2 separate regions of the Dromaius novaehollandiae genome follow, and region 1 is linked to region 2. The links are chromatin contacts, called in public Hi-C maps. All regions are on one chromosome and are shown on one strand. The core of a region is the stretch at or near the end of the contact, and the rest is flanking DNA. Distances in the headings are between cores, read along the strand shown.

Region 1 (5,751 bases), core at 1,420-3,919, 52 kb after region 2:
ATCAGAAATAAATCACACTTAAACTTTTTTTTCACACATGCACACACAGAAGAATGCTTTAGATAACAGTGCTGTGAGTGAGCGCGTGTTTATTAGTCTGTTTTCCATCCCCCACTTCTGTGGTTTGGTATTTAATTACAGGGTGGAGTGGTCCCGAGGCTACTTATGTTTCTTCCAGTCACAGCCAGAAAACTTCTGCAGGAACTGACATGCGAGACGTGATTCCTGCAAGTTATGGCTGGTTCCTGGTCAGCGAGGCTAACGCACGCCCACTGCGAGCCCCATCACTACTTTCGTTTAGTAACTCCTGGCAATACATTTAAATAAAACAAACTGCGTTTTAAACCTCTACAGCTCATAAAGGCTTTAATACCATTTAGTTTTTTGCTATTTGCTCTCCACCTCCTTCTCGATTTTCTTTTGCCAGTGACTGTGCACATGCACCTAGCATTAAGATGAAAAGAAACAGTGCCTTTTTTGACAGGCAGCCCTCAGATAGACATAAATGTGACCTTACAGGCCAGGTTTGACCAACCAGCGTTTTTAAATGAATCATCTGACTTAAACACTTCATATTATTTTACATAGTTTTAAATGCTGCTTTCCATGAACAATATTAAATTTCTGTAGAAAATGCTATTTTCACCTGAAAAAGTTACATCACAGCAAAATATTATAATTCATATATGATCATTTTATAGCTGAGTAGTACCTCCAAAAAATATTACTGAGTAATAAGGAAATAATTTATTCCACTTAGTTATTACAGAAATTTTAAAAAAAGTTCTGTGGGATAACTAAAACTGGATAAACAAAACAGACTGCTTTAGGTAACAAATTGCACACACAATGAAGACTGTGTTTTATATAAAAAAGCATATTGTTAATCAGAATACACTACTTTTACGAGACATTAAAAAAGCAGAATAAAACTAGATTCACAAAATAAAAGTTTCTCAGAACTTTCAGTGATTTTATTATTGTTGATGTGATTTGGGAAAAATATAAGAGACACTTCTGGGTTCTACCCGCAGCTCTTTGAATAGGAGACCCACGTTTTTGGCCCAAGCGACAAGAATCCACCAGAGCCTGGTGAGAGGGAAAGGCCGCTATGTCAGAAATGCGTGACGGTAACGCTGAAGCCACGGGGCTCGTTCTGATACTAACCAAAAGCCAACTGGCAGGCAAAAGTCACGCCACGTCGTTTTCAGCCAGCCTGCAAACTCCCACCGGCCAAGCCCCGGCAAGCAGCCGCGGGCAACGCGTGTCCGCGCGTGGCGGTACACTGCTCCCACCGGCCTCCTCTTCCCCGCCCCGCCCGCCCCCGCGACGGCGGCGCGGCGCAACCAGTCCCCCGGCTCGGGCCGCCGAGCGGGGCGGCGGGCAGGCGGCGAGGCGGAGCCCCGGCGGGTGCCCGCGCAGGGCGGCAAGGGCCGGCCAAGGGGAAGGGGCTGCGCGCTCTGCTGCGGCCCGCACGCGCGGCACAGCCCCAACCGCTCCCCGCGGAGCCCAAAGCCCGGCGGCAACAAAAGCGTTACGAAGTGCGGCGAACCGCGCACTCGCCGGTTTTTCTAAGCAGGAAGCGTCACAGACGGCTGAACACGAACTGCCAGTACTGCTGACTCTCCTCTCCCCGGGAGGGGGTCAACGACGCCCCGCGCTCCCTCGCCGCGCTCAGGCGGAGGCTCCGCGAGCAGACCCCGCGCTGCTGAGTGCCTGCCAGCGCGGCACGGGCACGGGCACGGGCACGGGCCGCTCAACCCACCCGGCGCCCGCAGCGCGGGGACGGACCCCAAGCCAGGCATGCTGCCCCCCGCCCGCCACCGCGGCCAGTGACAACCCTGAGGGGTCTCCAGGCCCGCCGCTCCGCTCCGCTCCGCTCCGGGCCGCCCCGCCGTGGGCCGTGGAACCGCCGCCCCGTGTCCCCCCCCCCCCCGTCCCCGTCCCCGTCCCCGTCGCGGCGGGGCCGCCACTCACTTGAGGAAGTAGCGCTGCCCCGTGTGCGTGAGCGCCATCTCCCAGCCGGGCGGCAGCGGCAGCTCGTCCGTCACGTCGTAGGAGCGCTGCCGCAGGTGCGCGTGCTGCGGAGCGGCCCCCCCGCCCGCCGCCGCGCCCGCGCCCACCAGCGAGGCGGGCGAGGAGTGGGAGCGGACGTGCTGCGCGGCGGCGGGCCGGGGCGGCGGGCCGCCCGAGTCCGTGCTGGACTGCCGCGAGTGCGCGCCCGAGTCGGGCTCCCTGAAGAAGGACTCGGGCAGGATCTTCTTCCTCCAGGAGCTGGGCCGGGGGTTCATGACGGCGTTGAACAGCGCCTCCAGCTCCGTGTCCAGGTCCTGCGTGACGTGGATCACCTGCTGCCCCGGCGGCGGCGGCGCGGGGTTCATCGTCCCCCCCTCCGCCGCGGCGGTGGCGGGCGCGGGCGCTGCCGGGGCCGGGGCCGGGGCCGGGGCCGGGGCCGCCGCCGAGGACGCGCCGTCGGTGCCCGGGAGCAGTGCCGCTCTGGCGGAGCGGGCGGAGCGGGCAGTGCCTCCGCGCCCGCCGGCAGCGCCGTGTCCCGGCGCAGGGGCGGGCGGGTCAGCCCCGGGCAGCGCGGCGCCCTCCCCCGGGCCGCGCCGCGCCGCGCCGGGCAGCGGCGGGCCGAGGGCCGGGCCGCGCCGGCCGCCCCCGCCCCGCCCCGCTCCGCCCCGCCCCGCCCCGCCCGCAGTTATGCAACTGCCACGGAAACTTGGGAGCCGCCGCGGGCGGTGCGGGGCTCTGCGAGCCGGGCGGGGGGGGCGGCTTCCCCTCACAGCCCTCCCCGCGCGGGGGGGGGGAGGCGGGTGTCTCCCCTCAGAGCGCTGCGCGCCCGCGGCCTGCGCGCGCCTCGCCTCCCCTCGCCTCCCCTCGCCTCCCCTCGCCTCACGGCGCCCCGGGCGCGAAGCGGCCGCTGCGGCCTGTCCCGGCCCGCCGAGCCGAGCCGAGCCGAGCCGAGCCGAGCGGGGCGGCCTCAGCCTCAGCCTCGGCCTCGGCGCCTTCCTGCCGGGCCCGGGGGTCGCGGGGCCGCTCGGGAGCCCGGGGCGTTTTCTCTGCTGACACCGCTGAGAGGATTTCTGCCCGCGTAATTAGCTTTGGGTTTAAACCGTTTTTCAGGGAACTCGGAGATAATGTCATTAACTTTTGGAAGCACAGTGATGCTTCCTGCACGTATCACAGCATTTCCACGGCACAATGTAGTGATCCCGTGGCCATGAGGGCCCCGTAATGGGGGAAAGGAAGGAAACGAGCACGCTAACGTGGGCTGCAGCTCTCTTGTGGTGCTCGGGAAAGGGCTCAGCCCTTCCTGGACTGGTGGGAGTTTAGTACAGAGCCTTATCGTGGCTCTCCACGACTTGCCACCCACAGGTGGTATTTCAAATACAGCCCCAGTATTTTTTGGATCTGCCCTGACCTCCTGTCTGCAGTCACGTGCCTTCCCTTTAGCCTAAACTAGAAACCATAGCTGTCACCAGAGTGTGTTCCTGTGGCTCTCTATAAGTTAAACTTAATTCATGCAAATTCAGTTCCTTTTAAATCTTTTGTAATCACATGGAAAATTGGGGGGGGGGGTCACTTGGAATGAGTTATGAATGGTGCTGTTGTGATCCCAAATTTGCTAAAATTCACTAGCTCCATCTGTAAGGAATAATACTGTTCACTTCCCAACTTAGAGATTGCTTTTTACTGTGGGAAGCATGCAGTGTCTTTGTGGCTGTATACATACAGATATTACACATTCAAAATACAAACACATCCTTATTTTAGTAATATGTTTCTTCATTTTATTTCTGCAGTTTGGACAGACTGCAGGCTGTGCTGATTGATCAGAATACATCCTCCTCACTAACCAGAATCTACGTTAGAAAAGTCTCAGGTAACTCATTTTTTCTCATCTGTTGCTTATTTCTTGCCTTAGGAAGAAACATGACCTATTCTGAACTTCATTTGGCTTCTCCAACTTGAAACTAGGACCTGTCTCCTGAACAGTCCTTGTCCCTTGATTAGCGTTACATTTTGGGTTAGCACTGTAGATTCCGAGATTCACAGTTTAAGTCTGTACATGGGTTCTGTGTTAGACTTAGGTCTAGGAGACAGGAGTTGCTCTTGCTTGTGCATTTCCTGATTTCCTTGCTTCAACAAGTATGCTGTCATTTGTTTATTTTTCCTTACACTTCCTGTTCCACTGGCTAGGCAGATCTCCTTCGTGTATTTTTTGCCACATCTGCTGTATTTCGGATCAGGAAACACAGTACTCCTGAGACTTGTTTACGCTTCCCTTCCCTGAGAATTTTCCCTGCTATCTTTTGTACCATTCTTCTACTACTTCCTTACGAGGTCACTTGCTAGCATTTTTACTAGCTCAGACAGCTGTGCTAATTACAGCACCTGCTTCAGGGTTTTGCAGATATTACATATAATTTTTTTTGCAGTTTCCTTGTTTAAAATCCTTGCATATTAGATGACTCTCTGTGTGTGTGTGTGTGTGTGGCTATTGTTTAGATAATGATCTGAACATGAGTGCTTTTTCATAGAGCCTTTACAAAGGCTTTTATGCTTCCTCCAGGCCTCTGTACCCTTCGGTAAAGACACACCCATCTAACCCATCTACCTATTACATTCCTTTCCAAACGACATGCCAATTAAAGGCAAGGCTCTGATAATCTCATTCATGCTGACATCTCATCTAAATTAATTAGATCACTTCCATGAGACAGTATTGCAGCTCATGAGTAAGTATATACCCATCTGTTCTAAATTTAAGCAGTATGTGTTACAGCTATAACCATATTCTTCAGCAAGATACTAGGATTTCAGCTCCCCTTTTTACAGCACAATGAAACTGCCTTTTATTTTACCGCTTGATGTGGCAGTTTCATCCACTGATCTGAAAGCGATTAAAATATAAGAATAAATTCTCATAGTACTATTGCTATTATTCCTCTTTTAGAAACAAGTAACTTCCTTCGTGAGGTGTAGAAATATGACACGGCCACCGGTCTTTATAGACAATGGTTCAATATATTCAGGTCAAAAGAAGACAATGGCACTTCAGTGCATATTGGATTAAGTGATTAAGCAACATAACCACGAATATGACATACATAGAATGCCTCCTTTCATGATGTTTTTCTTCTAATTACAGGATCATACATTGTAAAAAAAAATATGACAATAACATAAATGTATCTCATTTTTACGTGCTGTTCAACTGTTTTTGAATAGTATGAAAATTCTGTTGTTCAACTGAAAGGTCTGTAAAAGTGCAGCTCTTCGAGTGTACCCTCTTAGTACGTCTTCTAGCAGCAAATTCAAGAGCAGCGTCTACACTTCAGTGGAAAGCCAAGCAATCAGAGTAGGGGCACTTTCAAACATACCCTTAGATAATGAGCATCTAATGGTTTAAGGAAGCAATACCATATGTTGTCATTTTTAATCTAGATGCATCCCTGCTTTACATGAAAGCCTTGCATACATTAACATTTTTCTGAGAAAGCCTTATAGGTGAAGATGCATGTGTGATGTCTTAAGAGAAAACATTCAAGATTCCCTTGAAAAATCTCCTTCCTGGGTAACTGACTAGCAATTACACAGTGCAGACCAAGAAGAGTGTGCACACTTCCTCCCTTTTGTTTAGACATGTGGTGTATAATGAGACTTGAGGTGGTTGTTAACTACCTCTGCCTGCTTTCATATACTTCAGTGAAAACCAGCCATAAATAAAAATAAAGCTTATATTTC
Region 2 (5,987 bases), core at 3,220-5,719:
GTCCCGAGGGCAGACAAGACCGCGGCACCCAGCAGGGACTGCGGACAGAAAGTGGCACTACCCTAGCGAAACGCCTTCACGGGCCCGGGGAAACCTCACCGAACCCCCCAGGAAAACGAACGAGACAGTAACAGCCAGGGCTGCAGGGCAAAGCAAGAATACCACATTCGGCTGCGGGTACCCCGAAGTAAGGGAGAGACAGGCTGAGAACGTAGTCTGGTGCGCTGAAGGGAGTGACAGAGATGCCCCGACTGTCCACAACAGTCGGAAGACTGTGAGAACAGAACCACTTCAAGATTTTGGTGCCACAGACACCCTCGGGCAGCTCCGAGCGTTGTCTACATGCAGTGACTACAGGGATCGGTCATCTGCAGTGGAGAGGTTTGCAGCTGCACAAGCAATTACAGTACTTTTGACATTAAGGAATCCAAGGATGCTCGGGTCCCCGTGCTCCTGATTTACCCCAGACGAGTGCTCTTCCTCTCGTGGCACTAAGAACAGCGTCCAGCACCGATGCTCTCCAGACAGGCCAGCAGTGAAACACTCAAATTTGAAGGCAACGACATATTATTCAGAGGGTAGATTAGTTTTATTATTTATGCAGATCGGTACTAGCTGTATCTAACAGACCTGGACAGTCCTGTGCTGAGTCCAGGGCCAGCCAGGGCTCACGAGTAACTGCATTACCTGTAGGTCACGCAAAGCCTGTGCTCATAAATCCTTCTGGACCCTGTGGAAAGCACGCAGACGCACCGAAGCGTCTCTGCAAGTGCTCCCAGAACCAGCCGTTCTGTCAGTACAGCACAGACACGCCAGCGTGCCATCCTACACGACTTCTCCAGAGGCACTTTGGTCCTTCAGGGGCACGTGCGGTCTGACCCCCAAGCTAGGCCTCCTTCGGCTCACGGACTGCAGTGCAGAGACATCCACTCCATTTTGTGGGATCGTAATAGCACCAGCTTTGAGAGGATCGCACCACACCCGGGCTGGACCGTCACACAGCTCCAGATTTGCGGTTCTCTGCATGATGCTCCTAAGACAACAAGAGAGAGGACTACCCTGGCTGAATGCCGACAGGCTTACACTGAAAACAGAAGTTTCCTACATCAACAGATACTGATTTCTGAGAAAAATCAGAAGACCTAAAGAAATGTCCAGGTCAAAAAACATGAAGAACATCTACCAGTGATGAATGATCTTTCCAGGATCCCTGCAAACCTAGCGGCAACGTGAAGCAGAGGACGCGCTCTAGGGAAATGTGGCGATGTCCCAGACAGGGCCAGAGGAAACAGTCAGACACGGGCATTGCCAGTGCTAATGCGAAACCCACGGCACACTTATTCCTCGTAAATGAAAACTCTTACAGTTCTGTAATCTTAAAATCTTACAGTTTTGCAGAGCATTAAAGCTACTGAATAGTGCTTCAGAAAACCTAAGGCAGTGCTGCTGCACCAGCTGCAGCCAAAAGCGACAAAGAAAGGGGAAAAGGGACTTTTGGACGAACCGAACAATTCCATTAGGAAGGCAGCTGGATACGAAGTTTTGAGATGCTTCGCGAAAATCTGTTCAAGTGCTGCGCAGAACATCTGAGCATACAGAGCAAATCCAGCAATCCGGAGTTTACCACGCACGGTACTTCGATTTACAGCGAATGTGCAGCAAGTCCATCCGTGGCTTTTGGAAATTACAGTCCTACCGCACGAGAGCACAGTGACCGCACAGCACTTGTGCAGCAAACGAAACGCTTCGTAAAGTGCTGGGCTGCCGATTCTGCCTATTCACATGCAGTACAACTGATCTGACGTGCTTTTCGGTACCTTTCAAACAGGATGCCAGAAACTAGTAACTTCAAACAAACGTAAAACAACAACAACAACACCCTTTATATGACACCAGAATAAAGTCTGGGTGAAGAACAAAGCCACACCTGAGGACACCTGGACACACCACAGCACCGCTGAGCTAGCTTCTCTGCTGGAGAGGAGACTGTAGATGCTGTCTAACACCTAAAACTTCCTGACTGCACGGGGAGACTATGCCAAGGTACACGTGGAAACAAGCAAAAATACTAGTGAACGATTTGTGTTTCTCTACATATGAAAAACTACCTCATGCCAAACAAATCTTCTTTATTATAGAAGTCACCTTTATACACTGTAAAGTCAAAGGCTCTGCTTACATTGGTCCTATGTATGCTTCTTGATATCTTATGACAGAAAATATGATCATCTTTTTTCACTGTGGCAAAAAAAATTATGGAAGTTCCCAACGTATTAGTCCTGGAATAATATATTTAGTACGGCTGGACCGTCCACAAAATAAATGAAATCCAAAGTTCAGATTTGCTGGAAGCCCTTTTTGTGACCTGTTTTTTGTTGAACATCATCATACACTTTTACCAAATCTATGCCAGCAAAACTGACATTGAGGTTTACAAATCCACACAGATTAAAGACTACTCTGAATAGGACAATTCCAAAAGTATGTCTCGATAGAATATTTGATTCTTGCTATTATTAAACTCTAGTTTATACAGTAATTGGTAATTAAGTATGCTTTCATAGATAACTACCTGCATCTTTCCGGATTTTTTAACAGAATCAATGCCATTAAAAGCTATGGTCACATCTGTATGATATAAATACAGTTCTGCCAATACTTCTGATCACTAAGATGATCTCCCTCTTTTTTCTCCCCCCTACTCCCCTCCACTTGTTCTGTGTGTGCACAACACCATATTAGTGTTTCCAGCTAGTTCCTACCCCGCCAGGGAATCTACTTGGGCAAAAACCAGCATCCAGGCAGAAATCCAGCCTCCTCAGAAGGGGTGTGGAAAGGTAGGATCATATGGTTTTTACAGGACCAAGAGTTATCACTGCTTTTCCCTTTTTTCTCTGCAAGTTCTTCAAACAACAAGAAAGAAATATACTTTTGGGGTAGAAGGTAGGTAGCTTTTCCTAAAGGTAGAGCTATGAAAAAATGCAGAGGGGAATAAATATACCGCCTGGAACACCTTTAAACACATTTGATATGGCTGATACAGGCTAGATTTCAAATGAACAGTGGATCTTTAAATAGACTATTTGGAATGAAAAGAATCCCAATAATGCAAAACTATCTCTGTGCTACATATGCAAGTTTACTCTGAGAAAAGTCTTTTACCTAACTGGGTTTGATGCTGTACTTTTCCTGGAACTACCCCAAACTGTTACTGACTCTCTCTGACCACTCCTGACTGAGCCACGGAGCTGGACACGTTACGGTGAGGCTGTTCTGGCACGCAGCCGGTATCGCTGTGTCCCCTTGACTTCCCCGGGCTCCCTCGGGAAGTCTCACGTCGACTCCAGCGAGCACCTTCGCAGAACGGCGGCACTCTGCAAAGTCTGCTCCTTACGGTATAACCATACGGCACACCCGTCACCATATTTACTTGACTTTATCAATGCCTGCTATTATCTATATTTGAATTCCGAATTTATATCTCAATACTGTGAGGAGCACAACAGAATTTGGGTTGGAAAGAAAAACCTGCCGTTGGCGTTCCAGCCAGACTACCCGGTATGAATGCCAACCACAGCTCAGCGACACCCGCCCAACAAACTGGTGACGCTTTAACGACCCTTTTCAGCCTGTTTCTCAGGTGAACCTTAAGACCTGAGGGCTGCTTCTGAGAGGTCCAAAGGTAACCGAGAAAAGGCAACTGATCTCCAGTAAGCTCGGATTCACCAGGCAGGGTTCGGCACCCCCCGGGAACATTTCTAAGGTTCTGCAAACAAACGGAAAACCCCAAAAGCTCAAACTCACCTCTGTATAGTAAAGGAGATAAGATGGGACTTAGCAACTGAAAAGCATTCATCCTTCTAGCAGACAGATTCAAGGCGGCATTTATAATTCAGTTCTCTTGTAGGAAACAAATTTGTTCTGCAAAATGAAGCAAGACTCTTCAATGAACAGCTGTTGCACAATTTTTCAGCTCAAATGAAAGTGAGTAAAAATGTGGAGCTAAGATCAAATCTAGAGTATGCAGCCAGTCTCATTACAGTTTTACAGTCCATGGAATTACCACCATTTAGTTCACCTCTAAAGTTGGACCTAGGTAAATTTCTTTTAACAGTTAGACAAGCAATGAATGAATTTTTTACTGCTTTTCTTTATTTTTAAAGTAATAATATTCTAGTGAATTAGGCTTTCTGATATCGTAGGAGACCTTTCTGTTGATTGCTTTGCTGGATATACACTAAGCAAGGATTACTCTGTGGGCAAGAGGATCTGCGAGTTGCAGAAGCCAGAACAGGCAGGTGTAAATTGTTTCTGACATATGTGCTGAACTGATAGTACCAGCTTTTATTATTTTAGCATCAGAAGTGCCTGGGTGCAGCTGTGGGTCTTTTTCTCTACTCTGCCTATAGGCAGGGCAGTGCCTAATCCGTAGGAACTGGCCAGCATCAGGTGTCACGCAGCACAGTCTGATGAAAAACACATGTCTACAGAGGTTTTTAAAAAAACAAAAAACCCAGCCATATTACAGTTTTGACTTAGTCACGACATTGTGAAGAAAAAAGGACTAGGCTCCCCTCCTTCTCTCTCTCTGCTTCTGCCAACAAAGAACTGCTTGTTTCACTTATTTCCCAGAAACAGCATTAGCCTTCCAACGAGGTCAGCAAAAAATGCTGCTTTTCAGTTCGGGTGCATTTTGTTCCAAAAATCTGTAAAGCATTAAACCAAAAAGTTGTACTATCCCAGTGCACAGAGAGTCCTTTATTCAGATTTCTAGGCTGAAAATAGCTATACAGAGATTTCTCAACAGTTTCAACTGGTAAGTTCTACGATATGCACATTTAACTAAAGTTTCCTGTCTTCAATGCTTCAAGCCTAAAAAAAAAAAAAACCCAACCCTGCAGGTGCAGCATCAAAGCTCTGAATTAGCAGAAAATTGTTTAAAAGATTAGAGATTTACTCTGCAGGCACTTAGATCTCTTCCTTTTAAGAATATTAATTTAAGAACTGAATAAACAACAATGAACAAACTACAGTGGGGGCTGCCTGAAAGGAGCAACAGCTTAAATGCTAATGACCAATTACTGATGACCATTATTATTTAAAATAATTATTATATGTTGTTTACTTTTAATTGTCTTGTGGAGTCTTTAGCTTTTGCATTTCATTCACTTGGAAACTATGCAAATGACATTCCACTCTCGGGCTAGCACATGCTCGGTTGTTAACCTTGAAGGGAAATGCTTACACCAACAGGAACTTCTTTGCAATTAAAAATCACCGGATTTTGAAAAAATACCAACATCTCTTTTGAACACATCGACCTTTAATATTTCAGATTTACTAGACAGTAAGTTGCTGGCCTAAAGGTGTTCTTGGTGACACCTGGATTTAATCTACTTGCTACTGAAGTTAGTGCCTGTTAGTCTCTACAGCTGATACTGACCGCCCTTAAAACATGAACAAATTACTCCATTTGAAGTCTACCTCATAAATCACTTTTTGGAGGTTTTAATTGCAAATAATCAAAATACATTCTTTCCCAAAGCTGTGTGGTAAAACCTTCATTCCCACAGAACGTGCAGATCCTCCCCACCGGTTCCAGCTCTCCTGTAAGTCTTATTTCATTAACCAGAAACAGGTCCCAAAATGATTCACGTTGACCACATCTGAACTGTGTCAGGTCCTTTCAGGATATCCAGTAATTAAATATGACCTGTAACAGGAAGCCTATCCACTGTGCAAGTGGTGTGTGGATATGGGTTACAGGTGGGGAAAAATGTGTCCCTCTCAGTATTATGTATTTCTACCCAAAATTCCAGCCAAAGCAAACCAAGTCTCACAAAGTCTAGACCATTCCATGTATGCTAGTTATCACTAAAACACATACTGCCTATTTTTAAACACCTTGGGAGTTTGTGTGGTCTTATCTCCGGGGGCTCACTTTGACACTGCAGCTAAAACTGCATTTTATCATCGTCAAACAATAG

The links. A called contact is a pair of places that touch in the nucleus more often than the background predicts.
Region 1: a contact with region 2 is called in a Hi-C map of liver, with 3 times the contacts expected there. The contact joins the promoter of WWTR1 here to the enhancer-like site in region 2.

Annotation. Positions count from the first base shown.
Region 1 is chr9:838,332-844,082 of bDroNov1.hap1, forward strand. It overlaps WWTR1 (WW domain containing transcription regulator 1), which reads right to left and starts at 2,670. Exons shown (of 6, transcript XM_064516443.1): 1 at 1,978-2,670. The coding sequence starts at 2,381. LOC135329144 (a long non-coding RNA gene) reads left to right here and starts at 2,210. Exons shown (of 5, transcript XR_010390363.1): 1 at 2,210-2,327; 2 at 3,807-3,886.
Region 2 is chr9:784,857-790,843 of bDroNov1.hap1, forward strand. The region is part of intron 2 of WWTR1 (WW domain containing transcription regulator 1); the gene reads right to left. Among named protein-coding and RNA genes, the nearest start is that of TM4SF4, 39 kb to the left of the region's middle. Within about 2 kb of position 4,470, at least 2 of the 2 cell types and tissues checked have open chromatin away from gene starts, as enhancers often do.